Linked DNA regions of Capsicum annuum: region 1 is linked to region 2. Evidence: chromatin contacts called from public Hi-C data. All regions are on one chromosome and are shown on one strand. The core of a region is the stretch at or near the end of the contact, and the rest is flanking DNA. Distances in the headings are between cores, read along the strand shown.

What was found. A called contact is a pair of places that touch in the nucleus more often than the background predicts.
Region 1: a contact with region 2 is called in a Hi-C map of leaf, with 2.7 times the contacts expected there. The contact joins two enhancer-like sites. A contact is called at or near these places in 3 of 5 Hi-C or Micro-C datasets (leaf and placenta).

Annotation. Positions count from the first base shown.
Region 1 is chr6:50,596,834-50,602,509 of UCD10Xv1.1, forward strand. It overlaps the pseudogene LOC107873398. Among protein-coding and RNA genes, the nearest start is that of LOC124899247, 180 kb to the right of the region's middle. Within about 2 kb of position 3,483, at least 4 of the 5 cell types and tissues checked have an H3K27ac peak or open chromatin away from gene starts, as enhancers often do. A contact at or near this core is called in leaf, where this site is marked.
Region 2 is chr6:50,403,433-50,408,609 of UCD10Xv1.1, forward strand. LOC107873396 reads left to right here. Exons shown (of 6, transcript XR_007056415.1): 5 at 1-700; 6 at 1,470-2,168. Among protein-coding and RNA genes, the nearest start is that of LOC107873396, 16 kb to the left of the region's middle. Within about 2 kb of position 1,814, at least 3 of the 5 cell types and tissues checked have an H3K27ac peak or open chromatin away from gene starts, as enhancers often do. A contact at or near this core is called in leaf, where this site is marked.

The DNA of each region.
Region 1 (5,676 bases), core at 2,233-4,732, 200 kb after region 2:
GTTGAAACAGTTGAAGCAGGCATGTCGACCTCGTGCTTGCTTTGCCGATACAGAAAAATTACGATTGAAGAAGCCGAAACAGTCATAAATGTCTATTTTACCTTTTTCTAATTAAATATTATTAATTTTATAGTACGTAAATGACTTATAATATTTAATTAGGGATACAATAATTAATTAGGGGCGATATAGTAAAATTACGGTTAAAGTGCTGAAACAGACATGTCATAAATGTCTATTTTAAATTTTTATTAAATATTATGAATTTTCGAATACATAAATGACTTATAATAATTAATTAGGAGTGATATAGTAAAATTACAATTGAAGCAGCTGAAGCAGGCATGTCGACCTCCTATCTGCTTCAGCTGCTTAATTCGCTCTTATAATATAAGAGAATATATAGTCAAACTAAAGACAAAACTTAATAAACATACAAATTACTTTCGTCGAGAATATATTTTACGTAAATAAATGTGTCCTTCCTCTAATGATTTAGACTTTTAGAAAAAATTGCCACACTCTTCAACATGACATTAGAACAGACCAAGTTCATCTGTTTGAGTCTCAATATCATCATAATCAAAAAGAATTTTCACATATTTGATTCATGATATTAGTTCGTATGAGAAGGTAGAAAATATTTAAGTAATTAGAAGTTTCATGAAAAGCAATGAAAGGGGTTGTTAGAGAAACTTCCAACTTATTTCTCTTATATAGAAGTGACAGTGAGTAGGCAGGAGATCGTCGTCATGTATGCTTGCCATTATTTTACCTGCTTGTTTCGTGATTTTATTATATCATTCCTAATTAATTATTATATGTCATTTATGTATTAGAAAAATTAATAATATTTAGTTAAGAAAATAAAATAAATATTTATGACATATCTGTTTCAGCTATTTCAACCGTAATTTTACTATATCACTCCTAATTGATTATTATAAGCCATCCAAGTATTAAAAAATTAATAATATTTAATGTTAAATTAACTTGACGTCTTATATGAGTCTCACCTAATTTTTTTATACAAGTACTTTTATAGTAACTTTGTTATATAACTTCTAATTAGTTATTATAAGTCATTTAAACATGTCTACTTTGTTGTTTCTGACCATCTAAGTATTGCGTCACTTAAATTAGAATATAGGAAAAAAAATTATAAATCACAAAAATAAGATAATTAAATTATTTTTAAAAATGTAATAAGCTATCAATGCCACAAAAATTGAACAAGGAGAGTAATTTATATTATTTGAAAATTATATAAGAGCATTATACATTATAGTAGTTAACAACTTAAAATATCTAAAACATAATTAATAATCACAATAATTAACAAATTAAAAAATTTAAAAGATATAAAATCTCAAAATTATATTAGTGTCACTTAAATTAGAATAGAAAAAAAAATAATTATAAATTTCAATAATTAAAAACTTAAATATTTTTAAAACATAATTGATTCTCAATACCTCAAGAATTTGGACAAGGATAATAACATGTATTATTTGAAAATTATATAAAAGATATTCTAAAATACAAAAATTAACTAATTTAAAATATTATATTATATATTTGATAATTACTATTTGAAAAGTAATATAAATCACAATAATTAATAACTGTAAATATTTTAAATATATATATATATATATATATATATATATATATATATATATATATATATATATAAATTATTGTCTCTCGAAATTATATAGGTATCATATTAACAACTTAATATATTTTTATATATATTTCGTTAATCTAAATCTATATATATATCTATAATCTATATCTATAGTCTATTAAAAGTGTGAAGACCCTTAGAAAAGTGATTTGAACTATTTGTCCTTCATTAAAATACTTCGCAATAGACAAAATTGTCTTTTCACTTTTTTCTAAAAAATAATTATCATTAAATTATTATTCAAATATTTAGGATAGAGGAAAAAAAAAAAAAGAATTCCATATCTAAAAGGAACTAAATATAGTGTGTAAGTTTTTTGGTTAGAAGTTCTGCATAATATTTTTGGGAAAAAACCTATTCATGGAAAAAAAAAATTAAGAACCAAATTTTAGTTTTAAGTTTTCTAATTAAATTAAGTAAACCCTAAACGGATGTAAAAATATTTCTTTTGTAAAAATATTTACTATTAAATATTAAATAGTAATCCGTTTAGCCCATATTTACTATTTTTTATGTAAAAATATTTCTTTCTTTTCTATACATAGTTTTTTTTTTTAAATCAAAGTTGGGGCAATAATGGTAAGTACGTGTAGTACTATTTATTAGGTTAAAAAATTTCCTTTTTTTAAAAGTTTGTTTAACCAAAATAGAAAGGAAAAAATATATTTTATTTAGGTGAAAAAATTATAACATTTAACACTTTTAAATCACTTAGAAGTTTACCATATATAAAAAAAGAAATGTTGATAATTCTATTTAAGTATTTATTTGATCAAATTTTATTAGAAAAATATGTATAGTTCTTTTACTATATTTTCTTCTTATTCTTCTTATTTTTGTTTTGATTTTGATTGATAATTAATTAAAGGTCGCTTCTTGGATTCTTTAGGATTTTCTAGCATTCTTCATTATATGAATTCTCTTTTAAATTTTTGTTGTATACAATTATCTTAATTGTGAATAAATCATGAGATTTAGCATATCATAGTTATGTTTATTAATGCACTTTAATGGTTGTTTTTTTTTTTTTTTTTTTAGTACAGGCTCTAATGATTATCTCACATACAAAAGATGATCAAATTGAATTCTCTTTTAAATTTTTGTTGCATACAATTTTCTTAATTGTGAATAAATAATGAGATTTAGCATATCGTGATTATGTTTATTAATGGACTTTAATGGTTGTTCTTTTTTTTTTTTTTTTTTTTTTTACAGAATCGCACATATAAAATATGATCAAATAGTATTTTCAGAGGTAATTTTAATCAAATAGTATGTAACTTTTAAGCATATTTTTTCATTCAATGTAATAGTTCAAATTGGGACATACCTTCTTTCTGTTATCTGTTTTTTTTTTTTTTCGTTGTTCAAACAATAATTATTTTTACAGATAGATGAAAAGCTTAATATTTGTCAAATGATACTAGGAGTATAATAGGCATGCTGATTTCTATAAATACAATTAGATCTAAATAAAATATTAATAGAATTATTACACGTTTTGGTAATAATATACATTACGATACGCGTCGTATATATATAATAAAACAATAGTAAAAAATTTTAGTACTAATTTTATCTTAATTTCTTATGACATATCATTTTAATATCAATTGTTACATTTTAAAATATTATTCTTCTACTTTTAATATATGTCTAGCTAAAATTTATCCAACCTAGAATTTCCAAGGATTGGGTCCGTGGGTGCACGGCTTAGCCAACTGGTCTTCATATAAGGAAGGAGAAGTTTAACTGAAGGAGAGTTTAGAGAAGTTGATATAAGAGATCTTGGATTTGTGGAGAAGAGGAATATCTTAGAGGGACTTGTCAAAATTGCACAGGAAGACAATGAGAAGTTCTTGTCAAAGCTCAAACAACGAATTGACAGGTAAAATGTTTTATCTATAGTGTGATTTTCGACATTTCAGACTTAAGATTCTATCATATAAAATATTTTAATATCCGTTCGCTTATAAAACTGTCGTAGATACTGAAGTACAGTACCTATCCTGGATTAATGATCTTTTTTTAAGTAGTGTCATTTGACATATGGGATATTCTTAGCTCAATGAGTTCTTGGTTTTTCCTGTGCTTTTTGAGTGATGACAGAGTTGGTCTTCATTTTCCAAGAATAGAAGTACACTTCGATAAATTGAGTGTAGATGCAGAGACTTATATTGAACCTCACAATTAACATTTTATAAGAGGTTATTTTGGCCTTTTATCAAGCATAAATGGTATTAAAGATATATGTCATTAGTTCAGGCAAAGTGTTGATCATTCTGTTACTCTACAAAGGGTTTCTTGAATTCTCTTCATAGTCTTCCAAATAGAAAGAGACTGTTGCCAATTCTTCATGAGGTCTGAGGAATCGTCAAGCCAGGAAGGTGAGAGACAGTTTGGCAAGAATTGTCATTCTCAAAACAATTTGAAATATCCTCTTTGTTCATAATCTTTCGTTGTGATTATGCAGCATGACACTGCTTTTAGGCCCTCCAGGTTCCGTAAAACAACATTGCTGTTAGCTTTGGCTGGGAAACTAGATAGAGATCTTAAAGTAAGAAACATAAGTCATATACAGACTAGAAATTTAATTCAGGTAATGTTGAATTTTATGCCGATGACTTAATGCATTTTTGAAGAGACTCGTGAAGGAGTTAATGATAAGTTGGAGGTTTGATGACAGATCCTAGGGTTTGTTAATGATAAGTTAATGATAAGTTTGTCAACCTTGATGAGAAATGACTCGATGTTATTGATTTGTTTGTCCAACAGGCAGCTTCAATAGAATGGAAGGAAGCTAGTGGTGTAACCGACCATTATTCTCAAGGTAAGATGTCATTTCCTGAATTTACAAGTTTAATGAAGAAATCTTTCCTGGATTATATTGTTCCGTACTTTAAACTGTGCAGGTATTGGGACTTGATATCTACACTGATACCCTTGTTGGAGATGAAATGTTTTGAGGCATTTTAGGCGGACAGAAAAAGTGTGTTAGCAGGTTAGTAATTAATGGTTGAGGGAATAAATTATTGTACTTGAGGTTCTAAAAATTTGATGATAACTTATTATATAAAAAGGAAGAAGATGGTTGGACCAGCTAGTGCATTCATGGATAATATTATCAACTGGCTTAGACATCTCAACAACATTTCTGATAGTGAATTCAATCAGGCAATCAATCCACATTCTTGAAGGAACTACTATTGATCTCACTTCTGCTGCCTGCACCAGAAACTTATTAACTTATTCGATGACATAGTTCTTCTATTAGAGGGACAAATTGTTTACCAAGGTCCATGTGAAAATGCCCCAAGGTCCATGTGAAAATGCCTGAGAGTTCTTTGAGTACATGGGATTCAATTCAAATGCCCTGAAAGGAAAGAGTAGTTGATTTCTTGCAAAATGTAAGCTTCATTCACAATTGAGTTTGTTTAGTATTTCCAATCGCAGAACATTTCAGGTTTCTGGTAAATTTTTTGTCTGTTGATAACAAGTGTCCATCACGAAAGGATGAAGAGCAATACTGGGCTAATTGAGATGAACCTTGTAAGTTTGTTACTGTGAGGGAATTTCCGTAAAGTTCCAGTCTTTTCACATTGGACAGAAGCTAGGGGATGAGCTTGGTGTTCCTTTTGACAAATCCAAGAGCCACCATGCTGCTCTAACCATACAGAATTATGATGTTAGCAAGAAGGAACTACTGAAAGCTTGTTCAGCTAGAGAATTCTTTCTTATGAAGAGGAATTCATTCATCTATATAATCAAGATAGTACAAGTGAGTAACATTTCAAAGAATTGAATTCGTTTTTACCCTGTTGAATCCTAATGTCGAGGTAAATGAAGTGATATGTTCTACTTTCCAGCTTATCATAATAGCTTTTATAACAATGACACTGTTCCTACAAACAGAGCTGCACAAGAATACAACAAGGGATGGTCGTGTTTACTTGGGTGCACTGTTTTTTGCTGTTATGATTATTATG
Region 2 (5,177 bases), core at 564-3,063:
TGTTGATGATATTGTTATCACCGGCAATGATCAAGATGGTATCACCAACTTGAAGCAACATCTCTTTCAGCATTTCCAGACTAAAAACCTTGGCAGATTGAAATACTTTCTAGGTATTGAGGTTGCTTAGTCCAGCTCAGGTATTGTTATTTTTCAACGCAAGTATGCTTTAGACATTCTTGAGGAAACAGGAATGATGAGATGTCGATCCATTGACACTCTTATGGATCCAAATGCTAAACTTTTGCTAGGACAGGGGGAGCTACTCAGTGATCCTGAAAGGTAAAGACAGTTGGTTGGAAAGTTGAATTATCTCACAGTGACTAGACCTGACATCTCTTTTCCTATGAGTGTTGTAAGTCAGTTTATGACTCCCCCTGTGATAGTTATTGGGATGTAGTTGTTCGAATTTTGCGATATATAAAGTCATCTTCAGGTAAAAGAATACTCTTCGAGGATCGAGACCATGAACATATCATTGGATATACAGATGCTGATTGGGCAGGATCACCCTCTGATAGACGTTCTACATCTGGATATTGTGTTTTAGTAGGAGGTAATTTGGTGTCCTGAAAGAGTAAGAAACAGAGTGTGGTTGCTCGATATAGTGCCGAAGCAGAATATCGAGCCACGACTGCAGCAACTTGCGAGCTGGTTTGGATCAAATAATTGCTGAGAGAATTAAAATTTGGAGAAACTGGTAAGATGGAACTTGTATGTGATAATCAAACAGCTATTCATATTGCATCTAATCTAGTGTTCCATGAGAGGACCAAACACTTAAAGATTGATTGTCACTTTGTCGGAGAAAAGATACTCTCGGGAGATATTGTTACAAAATTTGTGAAGTCGAGTGATCAACTTGCAGATATCTTCACCAAGTCCCTCACCAGTCCTTGTATTAATTACATTTATAATAAGTTTGGTACATATGACTTGTATGCACCAGCTTGAGGGGAGTGTTAGAATATGAATAGGAATAACATATTGAATTCTACTTAGGAAGGGATTGTAATGTAGTGTTCTATTAGGAATAAGATTGGAATGTAGTGTCTATAAATAGGGTCTCAATCTAATAATTTAGATACAACAATTCAATAATATTTTCCCTCATATTTTTCACAGCATAGACAATGAACACACAAAAAATAGAGCCAAAGTATACCTCCTAAAACTAAATAGTAATCTGCTGATATGAGTTTCTCACCTGTCATATCATAACCGTGATTGCTAAATACCCATATCTTTCCATTACAGTCGTGGACTGCCTGAGACATCTTCAATCTTGTTATATTTATTGATTATTCTACAATGTTGAAAAGGTTCTACTACAGTTACAAAAGCAAATTTATGAAAATTATGCAATATTTGTACCTCTTTGAAAAGCTTTTTGTGACTTTATCGATCTTATATTTCATATGAAGGCTTTCAACATTTAGACCCTTGCTTAGTAACCACCTTCCTTTTAGGTTGGACCCTGACAGAAAGAAGTGAATCACTATTCCCTTGTTTTTCACTTTTCCTTGCTGATTTGGTTGCCTGTATAACTCTTGGAGAAAGGTCACCATCTCTGAATATTTGATCTTCATTATCCTTTACTTATTCTTCCTCACTCTCTGATGTTTTTTTATCTATTTCAGGAGCATGGGTTATTGTGCTATGCAAAATCTTATTAAGAGATTCAATTTGTTGCAGCCTTATTTGCGTGTCATCAACTTGCACTGCTGCGGACATCTCCATAATAACTAAGTTCTCTGACCTTTGAATTTGCTTATATGAATCTTTAGTAAAAAACCCTACCTACTGCTATACATGTAGGAAATTTCTCCTGATTGCTAGTCTGTAACTGGCATCCTGCAGATATTTTCGGATCTGCTTTTGGCTGATTTCCAGCCATTTATGGACTTCATTCATCTTCCATTGTTATCAAATTATTATGGGAATCTCCATGGGCATCATATTTAAAATGGTTCTTCAACCTGCACTTCTGTGATCATCTCCACGCTGCTCATTATTTGATCAGCTTCAGCTATTTATTTAGGCTTCCTATCACCTCTTCCTTTTATTGGTGGTTGTAAATGGTAAAATGGCTGATTAAATCATTCTTTGGTGGACTGTTGTTGTACTTCGGAATTGTTTATATGTTTTTCTTTTATTGGTTGTTGCTATTGGTTGCCCCCTCCTTCCGCCCCTTTTTTCTTTACTCTGGGGGGTTGTTTGTCAGAGGCATTTGCCTCACGTGAGGTAAATTCACCATCTGCCTTAGCATCCTCCTCATTTAGGGCATCAAATTTATTAGTGGTGTTGATAGCCTTGCCAGGCATTACAGCCTTACCATTGAACATCACATCAACAATTGTCATTTAAAATTTGAATTGAAAAACAAGTATTATAAATTATAATATTTAAAATTTTAAATTATTTTAATAATTAATTATTTAAATTCTATTTATGTCACATACATTGAGATAAAAGAATAATATATAACACAAACTCGTCGATATCTAGTTTTAATATAAAAGAGGAAAAGGATGGCGGGGACCTTTGATAGAAGCTACCAAAATGGACAATAGTCGAGGAAGACTTTGAAAAATAGACAGGAAAGGAAGTGCTGACATTCTATTCTATAAAGGATATTATTAAGATATTGGAAATCTCTTACTGATCTAAGAAAAATTAATATCAATCATTTATGTAAGCACAAGGGGCATCTGGCCCGTGTTTGCATCGGCTCAATATGAAGATATTTTGAGTATTTTAAATTAAATAAAAGTTTAAAAATATAGATTGCATATGCATTCTAATATTTATTCGGGATCTAGTATGGATTTAATATATATATTTTTTTCTCAATTTATACGACACAAATAGAATTTCGATAATCAATCATATTTTTAAGATGTTTTTAGATATTTTAAGTTGTTAACTATTGTAATTTATAAAAAAAAATTAATGTAATTTGTAAATAATATATGTTGTCTTTTTGTCCAAACTTTTGTGGCATTAATAGTTAATAACGTTTTTAAAATAATTCAAGATTTTCTATTGTGATTTATAATACTTTTCTTTTATTCCATTTTAAGTGGCAGTGATAAAATTTTGAAAGTCAACCAAATATTTTATATTTTAAAATTTTTTTAAGTTGTTAAATATTGTGATTTATAATAATTTTTACATATTGTTTTGAAGTATATAAAAGATTAATTTTTTTTAGATATTTTAAACTATTAATTATTATAATTTATAATACATTTTAGGGAGAATACTCACAAAAATACCTGAAGTTTGATCGTATTACCAATTAAACATACTGAACTTTAAGGGGGTCCTATTATCCCAACACTTTTTTTTTCGTATTTTAATGGCATATATCTGCCACTTGGCACATTGCGTGTTAGTCATGCGCATTGAGCACGTGAATAGTGTTAAAAGCGTTATAAAACTCTTTTTTTTTTTGCCAAACAATCGCTTAATTTTATAATTATTTAAAGTTTTATATTTTTATTTATTTTTTCATTCTCTTTCTTCTTTCTTTCTTTCTTTTCTTCAACAATGGTTGCTCCATTGTTGAATTGAAATTGAATTGTTGAAGATTCTGCTTCGAACTCGCTAATTGAAACTCAATGGAAGATTCGAAAGATTCAAACTCCGAAACTCACTAATTGAATCTTCCGAGTTCCATTTATAGAAATTGAATCTTTCGAGTTTCATTAACGGAAGATTGAATAGCTTCATACATGTACAGTTCGTATTTTTGTCTTCATACATGAAATTAAATTTTTTGAATTTTCCGAGTTCCATTAATGGAAATTGAATCTTCCATTGAGTTTTCAATTAGCGAGTTCCATTCAATTAGAAAGTTTCATTGAATCTTCCACTAATGAAACTCACTATTTGAATCTTCCGAGTTTCAATGAAAAATTAACGGAAGATTTCATTTAATACTTTGAAAAAGCTTTCTTCATAAACTCAATGGAATTCAAAGTTTGAAACTTGAAATTGAATTTAAAAACTTTTGGAGTGATAAGAATGGACTTGAAATTTGAAATTGACTCAATGAAATCACTTGGAATCTTTAATATGGTTGTAATGGTGAAAAAATATTGAAAACTGGTAAAGCGAAGAATAAGCAGCGGAGAAGAAGCATCGCGTGTACTGTACCTCAATTTGATCTCTATAAAAAAATTCTTAATAAGTCACTTATATCAGACTAGAGTAAATAATATTTAACTAATTCCCATCCCAGCTAGCACGTTTCGAATTGGATCGGAGTAACAATCTCTAGTGTAATTCTTTTAACGGGATAAATGAGTGGTTGATTGCTGGATGCATGTTTACTAGGAGTAGTAACTTTGAAGAATTCTTTTTTTAATAATGTCAAGTGTGAACCACCAGCTTTTGAATGAGATAGGTACTAGTTGACCCAACGTTATTGTCATTCAAAAAACAAAATAAATACCCATTATAGCGTTTGTCAGTTTATTTTCCAATTGATAACTTAATTCTAAATGGATCCTCCGTCGCCCTATTAACTAAAGAAATAATTCTTATACTATAAAAAAAGTCCTATAAAATTATTTTTCTTTCATATGGAACAAATATCGATTTACCTCTCTCTATATCAAATATTTTTAAATAGCAGTTCATACTCATTTATCTTTCAACTTCTATTTTTTTAATTTTATTTTAATTTTAATTTTTTTTCTTTTTTTTTTAAAACAGTTTTTCTCAACCGTACTCCTCTCAACTTCTATTTTTTTCTTTGATTTTTATTTTTATTTTTTTTTAAAATGTTTTTATCTGAATTATTATTATTATTTTTTTCTTTTTTCTTTTCTTCAATTCCTTACAAACAACAAGATACGCCTCATGGGCAAAAGTTGATACGACCATATTGTGTTTTGATTTATGAGATGCTTTATAAATCTTGTCTTAGGGGCAAGACGTTGCCCAAGGACGTTCAAAAAACAAGTTAAGTCCCACGAACAAGAGTTGACACTACCACATTGTGTTTTTAGTTATGAGATTTTCTATAACTCTTGTCTTAGAGACAAGACTTAGCCCATGGACTTGCAAACAACAAGTTATATCCCACGGGCTAGTGTTGACACTACCACATTGGGTCTTGATTTATGAGATGCTCCATGACTCTTGCCTTAAAGGCAAGACTTAGCCCA